Linked DNA regions of Gossypium hirsutum: region 1 is linked to region 2. The links are chromatin contacts, called in public Hi-C maps. All regions are on one chromosome and are shown on one strand. Each heading gives the region's core, a stretch centred on a gene start, on an enhancer-like site or on the middle of the called end of the contact. The rest is flanking DNA. Distances are from core to core; before and after follow the strand shown. Region 1 holds the start of LOC107886614 (spermidine synthase 1). Region 2 holds the start of LOC107886577.

Evidence for each region. Hi-C and Micro-C count contacts between places; a contact is called where the count stands out from the background.
Region 1: a contact with region 2 is called in a Hi-C map of leaf, with 2.5 times the contacts expected there. The contact joins the promoter of LOC107886614 here to the promoter of LOC107886577 in region 2. A contact is called at or near these places in 3 of 34 Hi-C or Micro-C datasets (all in leaf).

Annotation. Positions count from the first base shown.
Region 1 is chrA03:99,549,412-99,553,333 of Gossypium_hirsutum_v2.1, forward strand. LOC107886614 (spermidine synthase 1) reads left to right here and starts at 2,084. Exons shown (of 9, transcript XM_016810639.2): 1 at 2,084-2,488; 2 at 3,592-3,668; 3 at 3,760-3,882. The coding sequence starts at 2,284. LOC107886615 (a long non-coding RNA gene) reads right to left here and starts at 2,076. Exons shown (of 2, transcript XR_001680806.2): 1 at 1,426-2,076; 2 at 92-804.
Region 2 is chrA03:99,328,000-99,331,601 of Gossypium_hirsutum_v2.1, forward strand. It overlaps LOC107886577, which reads right to left and starts at 1,621. Exons shown (of 4, transcript XM_016810578.2): 1 at 723-1,621; 2 at 449-601; 3 at 279-370; 4 at 1-175. The coding sequence starts at 1,496.

The DNA.
Region 1 (3,922 bases), core at 834-3,333, 220 kb after region 2:
ATACTATACGAATCAAAATTAAAATCGGTGTAAGAAAAAATTTAGTTATTCTAATTTATTATTCAAACGGCATCCACCAAGAAATGCAACCAAAACCAATGTACAACCTACTACATTAAAACAAAAACTGTGCCATTTGCTTAACCCACAATCTTTCCACAACCATATCATGAAGCAGTTTTACACTCAAAACGTTTGCACAACTATTTAAAACCATCCACATGCTATGAATTTGTTCTTGTTAGCTCTACCCCATTCTCTTTTAGCATCATTGGAATAATATCTCTTAATTGGGATAATATCAACAATGCAGCACCGCCATATACGAAACTAAAACCTTGATAAATGAAATGAAATATTGAACTGAAATTGCATTATGCTCAATTATGACTATTTTCTATATAAGAGCGTGTTAAAAGCTATGCCTCCAAATGAGGCTCTACGGCACAAATGCAAGTTTCATTTACCAGCTTTTCTTTCACTTCTCACAACCAGTCAAAGATCCTCACCTTGGCCTGCTTTGGGAGGGAAGGCTTGAAAGATATGAAATGGCAGCAGAAGGTAAGACAGATACTTAAAAACATGAACCACAAATTCCTATATATGTAGCTGTGAAACAAATATTCAACTACTCTGGAGAACAAAGGTAAAGCAGATACTTAAAAACATGAACCACAAACCCTGCTTACGTAATGCTAGACTTAAAGCATAACAAGAATCATTTACCAGCTTTTCTTTCACTTTTCACAACCAGTCAAAGACTTGGCCTGCTTTGGGAAGGAAGGCTTGAAAGATATGAAATGGCTGCAGAAGGTAAAACATATACTTAAAACAGAATCACTTAAACCAAAAAAAAAAAAGAAAATGAAGAAGCTAATTCCTTGTTCTTCAACATCAAATGTTGTAATTCTTTGAACATATTATTATTAGATGCATATACATATATACAAATCTGAGTACGAGTAACATAATATGGATACGATGAAGCATTGCACGAAATAGAACGTGCAAAACAGAATAATAAAACAAAATCGAAGTAGAAATCATTTTCTGAACGAAACTTAAATTTGCATTTCTTTTTTCATATAATTCTAGAATTTTCCTATCAACCAAACAGAGACTTAAAAAGAATCCATTATGATATAATACTCTTTAAGAATTGCATGAACAGTTAGTAAACGAGATAGTGACAAACAAACAGAAAAACACAGAATTTCGATCAAAAACCGAAAATTAAAAGAAAAAAAACACTTTGATAAAAAACAGCGAAACAAGCTTCGATCTGCTAAAAATACACTTAAAATCAAACAAAAAGCACGCACAGATCAGTGAGAGCAGAGGTGACATTTAACATAAACAGGGGCCAAAATCTTTCTAACTATGGACAAGAAACCGATTCACAAAACTATGGAGAAGAAAATATACCTTTCTAAAGCAAGTCTGTGAAGAAAGTCTGCCCAAGACAAGCCAAACAGTACAACCAAACTAGCAGAAAACCCAAGCAAGATCTCAGACAAAAACAAGCAGAAAATCCCCAAATCAATTTATAAAAAGAAGAAGAAATCAAGGGGGAAAAGGAGCCCGAAACCAAATCAAGGGAGAACGAAAGGGAGAAGGGAGAACGAACGGGAGAACGAAACCAGATCGGTGTAGAGAGGAGAAGGGAGAACAAGAGTGTAGAGAAGGGAGAACGCTGGAAAAATCGGAAAATGTCTTACTAATTCCAAATCGGTAAGACATTTTCCAAAATTAAAAGCTTCTTTTTCCCGTGTTTGTAATTGATTTTACGTGAGGAAAATATTTTCCTCCAATCAAACACTGAAAAATGGGGAAAATTAATTCCGAAAAATATTTTCCCCCTATCAAACCGACCCTAATTATTAATTAAGTAAAAAGGAGGAAGAAAATCACAACTTCACAAGTCACAATCTCAGTCCACACACAAAAGACGCGTCGTTTGCAAGCAGATTCTTCGTAATCCATATATGACGATATAAATTGAAATTTTGATTTTTCTTCCTCAAATATTCTTTTTTTTTCTGCTTTTTAATTTATATTATACTAATATATTATTTGGCGAAGGCCTAAACAGCCCAGCCCTTACAGCAACAGGCGTCTGGATGCTACTATAAAGCAAGACCAAAGACCAAGCTAGTGTGGCCTCTTTTTATCTTTCAGTGACCTGTATCCAGCCAACCCGAGATTTTCTATTTTCCGATTCTTTTTAGGTCTTTTTTCCCAATTTTTTTTGTATTTCTAAAACAGAAACAAATAGGTGTCTCAATGGCAGAAGAGAGCGGTGCCCCTGTAAGTTGTGCTGATTTGCCCGTTAAAAGGCCCAGGGAAGACGAAGAAAACGGGGTCTCTTCTGCTGCTGCTGCTGTTGCCATGGAAATGGAAGCTGATACCAATAATACTTCCAAGGAAGCTGATGGGATTTCCTCTGTTATTCCTGGATGGTTCTCTGAGATTAGCCCAATGTGGCCTGGTTCGTTTTTCAACTCTCCTAATTCCCCATTATTTCTCCTAATCTTTTCTTTACGTTTCCTTTTGGAGAAAAGAATGTAAAGTGTTGTTTTTTTTTCTTTCTCTGCTTCGATTCCAAAGAGGGCTTTTTTCTTAAATCTGGGTTTTTTTCCTTTATGATTTTCGATGCATGTTTTAATCTATTTATATTTTTTATGGTTATAGATTTGTTTTAGATTATGGGTGAACAAGTTTCTGTGCTTTTTATTTGGCTTTCAACTGATTTGAATGAAAAAAAAATTATTTTATTTTATTTTATTTTATTGTGCTTATTTTGATTGTGTAAGATATTGGTTCCATCTAAGGGCGTTACTTATTTTGATTGAATTCATGGGTTGGGTTCTTTTCAACTTCGTTCCCCCTTTTATTCGTCACTTCTGATGTGCGTTCTTATCTGATATTTTCTGTTTTTGGCTCTTCTTTAGGGAAAAAAGGGGTTCTCAAATGGTCCCATCTCCCATATTGAGGATGTTTTTATTTTGGACATCTCATGTAACTTGGTTGTCATTTCTGCTTGTGTAGTGGGTCTGTTTGTGATTCTTTATAGTGAAAAAGGAAAAGGAAAAAAAAAGCTTTATTTTTATATGTCTAACTTCTAGTTAACTACATTTTCATTGAATGTTAAGCGTTTACGCTTCTTTGTGCACATTTGCTTGTTTATATGATTGACATCTCGAAGTGCATACTGCTTGCATGTTGTCACTTGTGTGTATTTTTCTTATTTGGGAGTGTGTACTATTAGTTTAATAGCGACGTCTGATCTATATTCATTCATAATTCAATGTGTTAATCCATTGCTTCCAATTTTGATTCTTGGATTTATGGGTTCTTTCATAGTAGTTACTGTGAAAGTTGTGGAGTATGAGGCTGGTGTTACTTTTGCAAGTTAGGGTCTTTTTAGTGTGCACGGGGGTTTCCATGCAGTAGGCTTTGTAGGTTACTTGAAATTAAGAAAGATGTAAGGGAGGAAGTAGCATAATAATTCACTGAAATGATACTTTCTTTTTATTTAGTATCTGAGAAGAAAAACATCTTTAGTGGCTCTGTTTTATATGAAATATGCAGGAGAGGCGCATTCCTTAAAGGTTGAAAAGGTCTTGTTTCAAGGGAAGTCTGATTACCAGAATGTTATGGTCTTTCAGGTATTTCATGGTCCCATTTTATCTTGCTTCTTTTTTCTCCTTGTTTAGTTTCTTTTAAATTTTTAATTTTTGAAGCACGGCACTCTTGCAGTCATCAACATATGGGAAGGTTCTTGTTTTGGATGGTGTGATTCAGCTCACAGAGAGAGATGAATGTGCATATCAAGAAATGATCACTCATCTTCCACTTTGCTCCATTCCAAATCCTAAGAAGGTATATTTCAGCTACTATATTACTGATTATATCAAGAGCT
Region 2 (3,602 bases), core at 371-2,870:
TTCAGCATTTTTATCCTTTTTTTCAGTTTTTGTGGTTTGTGACATTCCAGTAGCTGCTTGAACGGAGGCTATCTCGCTCAAGGCCTGCACAATTTGGGCGTGAAATTCCAGAAACTGATCGAAGCATGCTGCTGGAGCATCTGGTTTTGCTGATTTGCTTAAGTTGGAAAACATCCTGCAATCACCAGCCAAAGTATATAAACTCAAAAATTATTAAACATACAACAAAATTGGAAAGAACAAAAAAAAAAAAAACTAAAGGAAAGGAAAGGACATACTTGAGAGAGCGAACTAGATTCTCTGTGGCAGTGACATCTCTTAGTGCTTGAAGAGCAATCTTCTGAGCCGTTTGTCGTTGCTGAACAGCTTCCTGTTGAACCACGAATGTCAAATTTAAGCGAAAACCCTTGACAGAATTGAGTATGGTTAGCATGAGCCTTAAACTCACCTTGCCCAGAATGCCAAGTTTCCCAGGCAAATTCATGGTTAGACTTTTGCTGTTATCGATGGCTGAGTTATTATCAAGCTGAGATTCTGGTTGTTGGGCAGCCGCCACCCTTCCACGCTTTAAACTTGGTGGTGGTGTTGAACTTTTCTTTTCCTGCAATGGCTGAAATTTGAATTGTATAATCAAAGACAAAAAAACACCCTTGAAAAAGTTAATATGGAGAAAAACATGGCAAATTTTTAAATGGAAAAAAAGGGGGAAAAAGTGTACCTACAGCTGAGATGAGAGGACTGTTTGGGATTCTAGGCTCCCGGTCGATGACACTTTTGCTCCTTGGAAACTTTGAAGCCGAGGAAGGTGCAGCACAGCTTTTTCTAAGCAAAGCTGGACTTTCTCCTTTTGTATCCATCATTTTTGCCAACAATCCCCCACCAAAAGAGCACCTTATACCACCACTAACATTTCCATCTTTCCCTACCCTTCTTATCATCGGAGACATCATCGGAGTTCTCACCAGATTAGACCGCTCTTTCACCGGAGTACATTGATCAAAATCTAAAGGTACCGGCTTTAAAACTAAAGGAGAAGAGATCTCATCAGTCCCATTAACACCCTTGCCCCAAGAACCTCTTCTATGTAGCTTAGACTCTTGTTTTTGCTCACTTTTCTCCCCTTTTCTTCTTAAACCCATTAAAGGCTCGGGTGTCCCAACTAAAGGATGCCTTCCAGGGAGGGGCTTTGCACCTTTAACAACAGGAACAGGAGAGCCAGGCTCCAATCTATCAACATAAATGAACTGCCCAAGTTGCATTTTGTTGCTAAGAACAAAATCATCTTGGTCTGAAGGAAGACTAACGTAAATGGAATGCGAAGAATCGGAGACCTTGATGTAAAAGCCATGTTTAGGCCAAAGGTTCTTCTCATCAAGATCAGCCGGCACAATATCAGTGACCTGCAAAAGCGAACTCCTATGTTCACTAGTTGGCTTCACCCCAGTGTTCATCCCATTGAGTAATTTCAGCAAAATCCCAGGTGCCAATGCCGCCATAATCTCTAATCTAACTTCCCTGAATTGAAAAAGATCTCAAGGCATAAAAGAAGTGAAAGAAAGAAGGAGAGTTTGTTTTGGGGGTAGGATAAGACGTTAGCGAACGGTAAGTTTTGAGTTTGGGAAAGCAAAGGTTTTTAAATTTTGGAATTTTTGGAACGTTGGGGCAACGGTCATGTGGTGGGGCGTCTTATCATAATGATTTTTAATTATACAAATTTGGGAAAAAAGTTTTGCTTCCGGATGCTCACCTCACCTGCTTTTGCTAGTGATTTGGCTATTCGCTCAACGCACGCAGCGTTTCATTTAACTCTTGAAATGGACTTGGCTTACAGCTCAAAAGGGCCTTTAAGCCCAGTTCTGTAAATTTGGCTATTTGGTAAACGCACGAGAGCCATGTCACGTGTAACGCTAGTGTATTAATGTACACTTTCTGCCTCATTTACATTTTATAGTTTTGAATATCGAAATTAATAAAAGACTCATTCACATATTTCTCACTTTTATTAATCGATGAATACAACTTTACAACTCTCTATTTTTTCTCAAGTTTCTGATAATAAGTGTATCAGAGTTTTTACTTTCCTTAATTTTAATTATAAAACTTTATCCTTTTCAATTATTTTATAAGTCGGCTAATCACTACTTTCTCCATTAATTTTAAATTTTTTATATCTATTTTCATTATCCAAGGGTTGATTACATTAGCCCTTGAACAATTTTTGCACAAAAATCTCTTATGGTTTGAATATTAGAATCAATAAAAGACTTTCTCTATTTTTGATAACTGTTGAATGCAACTCTCTCCTCCATTTGCTCTTTTCTTTTTTTCTTTAGTTTTTAACAATCTCTTCAAGAGTTTTTATTTTCCTTAATTTTAATTATAGACCCTTATTATCTTCTTTTTTTTTTTATTGAGTCGGTCCATCACTATCTTCCCGATTAATTTATGAGTCATTATATCTAGTTCCATTCTTTAAAAGTTTACTCACAACTTCATTAGTTGTATCGTCTCTTAAATAATCTGGGCTACTTAATTAAAAAAGCCCCTAATTTATTATGGTGTAATGTTAATGTACTAAGCTCCGTTTTATCTTTATTGGTCATTTCACTTATCATTGCTTCTTTATTGATGTATACCTTACCACACTCAATACTATGCTCATGTATTGGAATTTTTATTTGAACAACAGAGAATGGATTTGTATTGGAATTTTTTTTTTGAACAACAGAGAAAAATACAAAAAAACAATCAAAAAATCAAGAAAGGTGATTTATTTTTTTCTTTTATTTATTTTTCGAATTTTTTATGTAATATAAGAAAAACACATAAAATAAAGAGGAAAAGAAGGAACTTACCTGACGATTTGCGTTCCACCATCGAGAGAGGCCGAGGTCGCTATCTCCAATGAAAGATGGCTCTAACAAGAAGTTTTTTAAACTCAAAAATCGAAAGGTTTCTTCGAGATTTCTGCGATTCGGTGGGTTTTTGGGAAAAACCAATCCCAAATTTAGGCTAAGGGAGCCGAAACGACCAAAAAGGGGTTTTTTGTATTTTTCGGTCACTGTAGATGGCGAAGCCGTCGCCGACAACCGGCGGCCATTGTGGAGGCTTGCCGGACTAGTGGCCAGATTCTGAAATGCTTTCAGAGAGAAAACAGAGAGAAAGAGGAAGTGGGGTTTTTTTCAAAACACTGATGAAATGAATTTTTTTTTGGATTTTTAACTTAAATAGAGGGTCAAAACGGCATCGTTTTGAGGTGTGACCCGAAAGCCCTACCCGATCCTCGCAAGATCCGCGTGTTTTTTATGCAGGGGCTCTATTTGTGCCTTTGGTCCTTCCGCTTTTGCGGCTTGTTTCAATCTAGCCCTATCTTATTTTTTATTTTTTTCTTTTGTCACTTAATTTTATTTTATTTTCATTTTGGTCCTTGGACCATTTTAAGAGGTGGGCACTTGAAACGGCGTCGTTTCAGCCGACCCGACGATCCAACCCGATTTGTCTTAGGATCTACGTTTTTTCGTAGCATTGATTTATTTGTGACCCTGGTCCTTCCTCTGTTGAACCATTTTTAATTCGGTTCTAATTTCATTCTTTTTTTTATT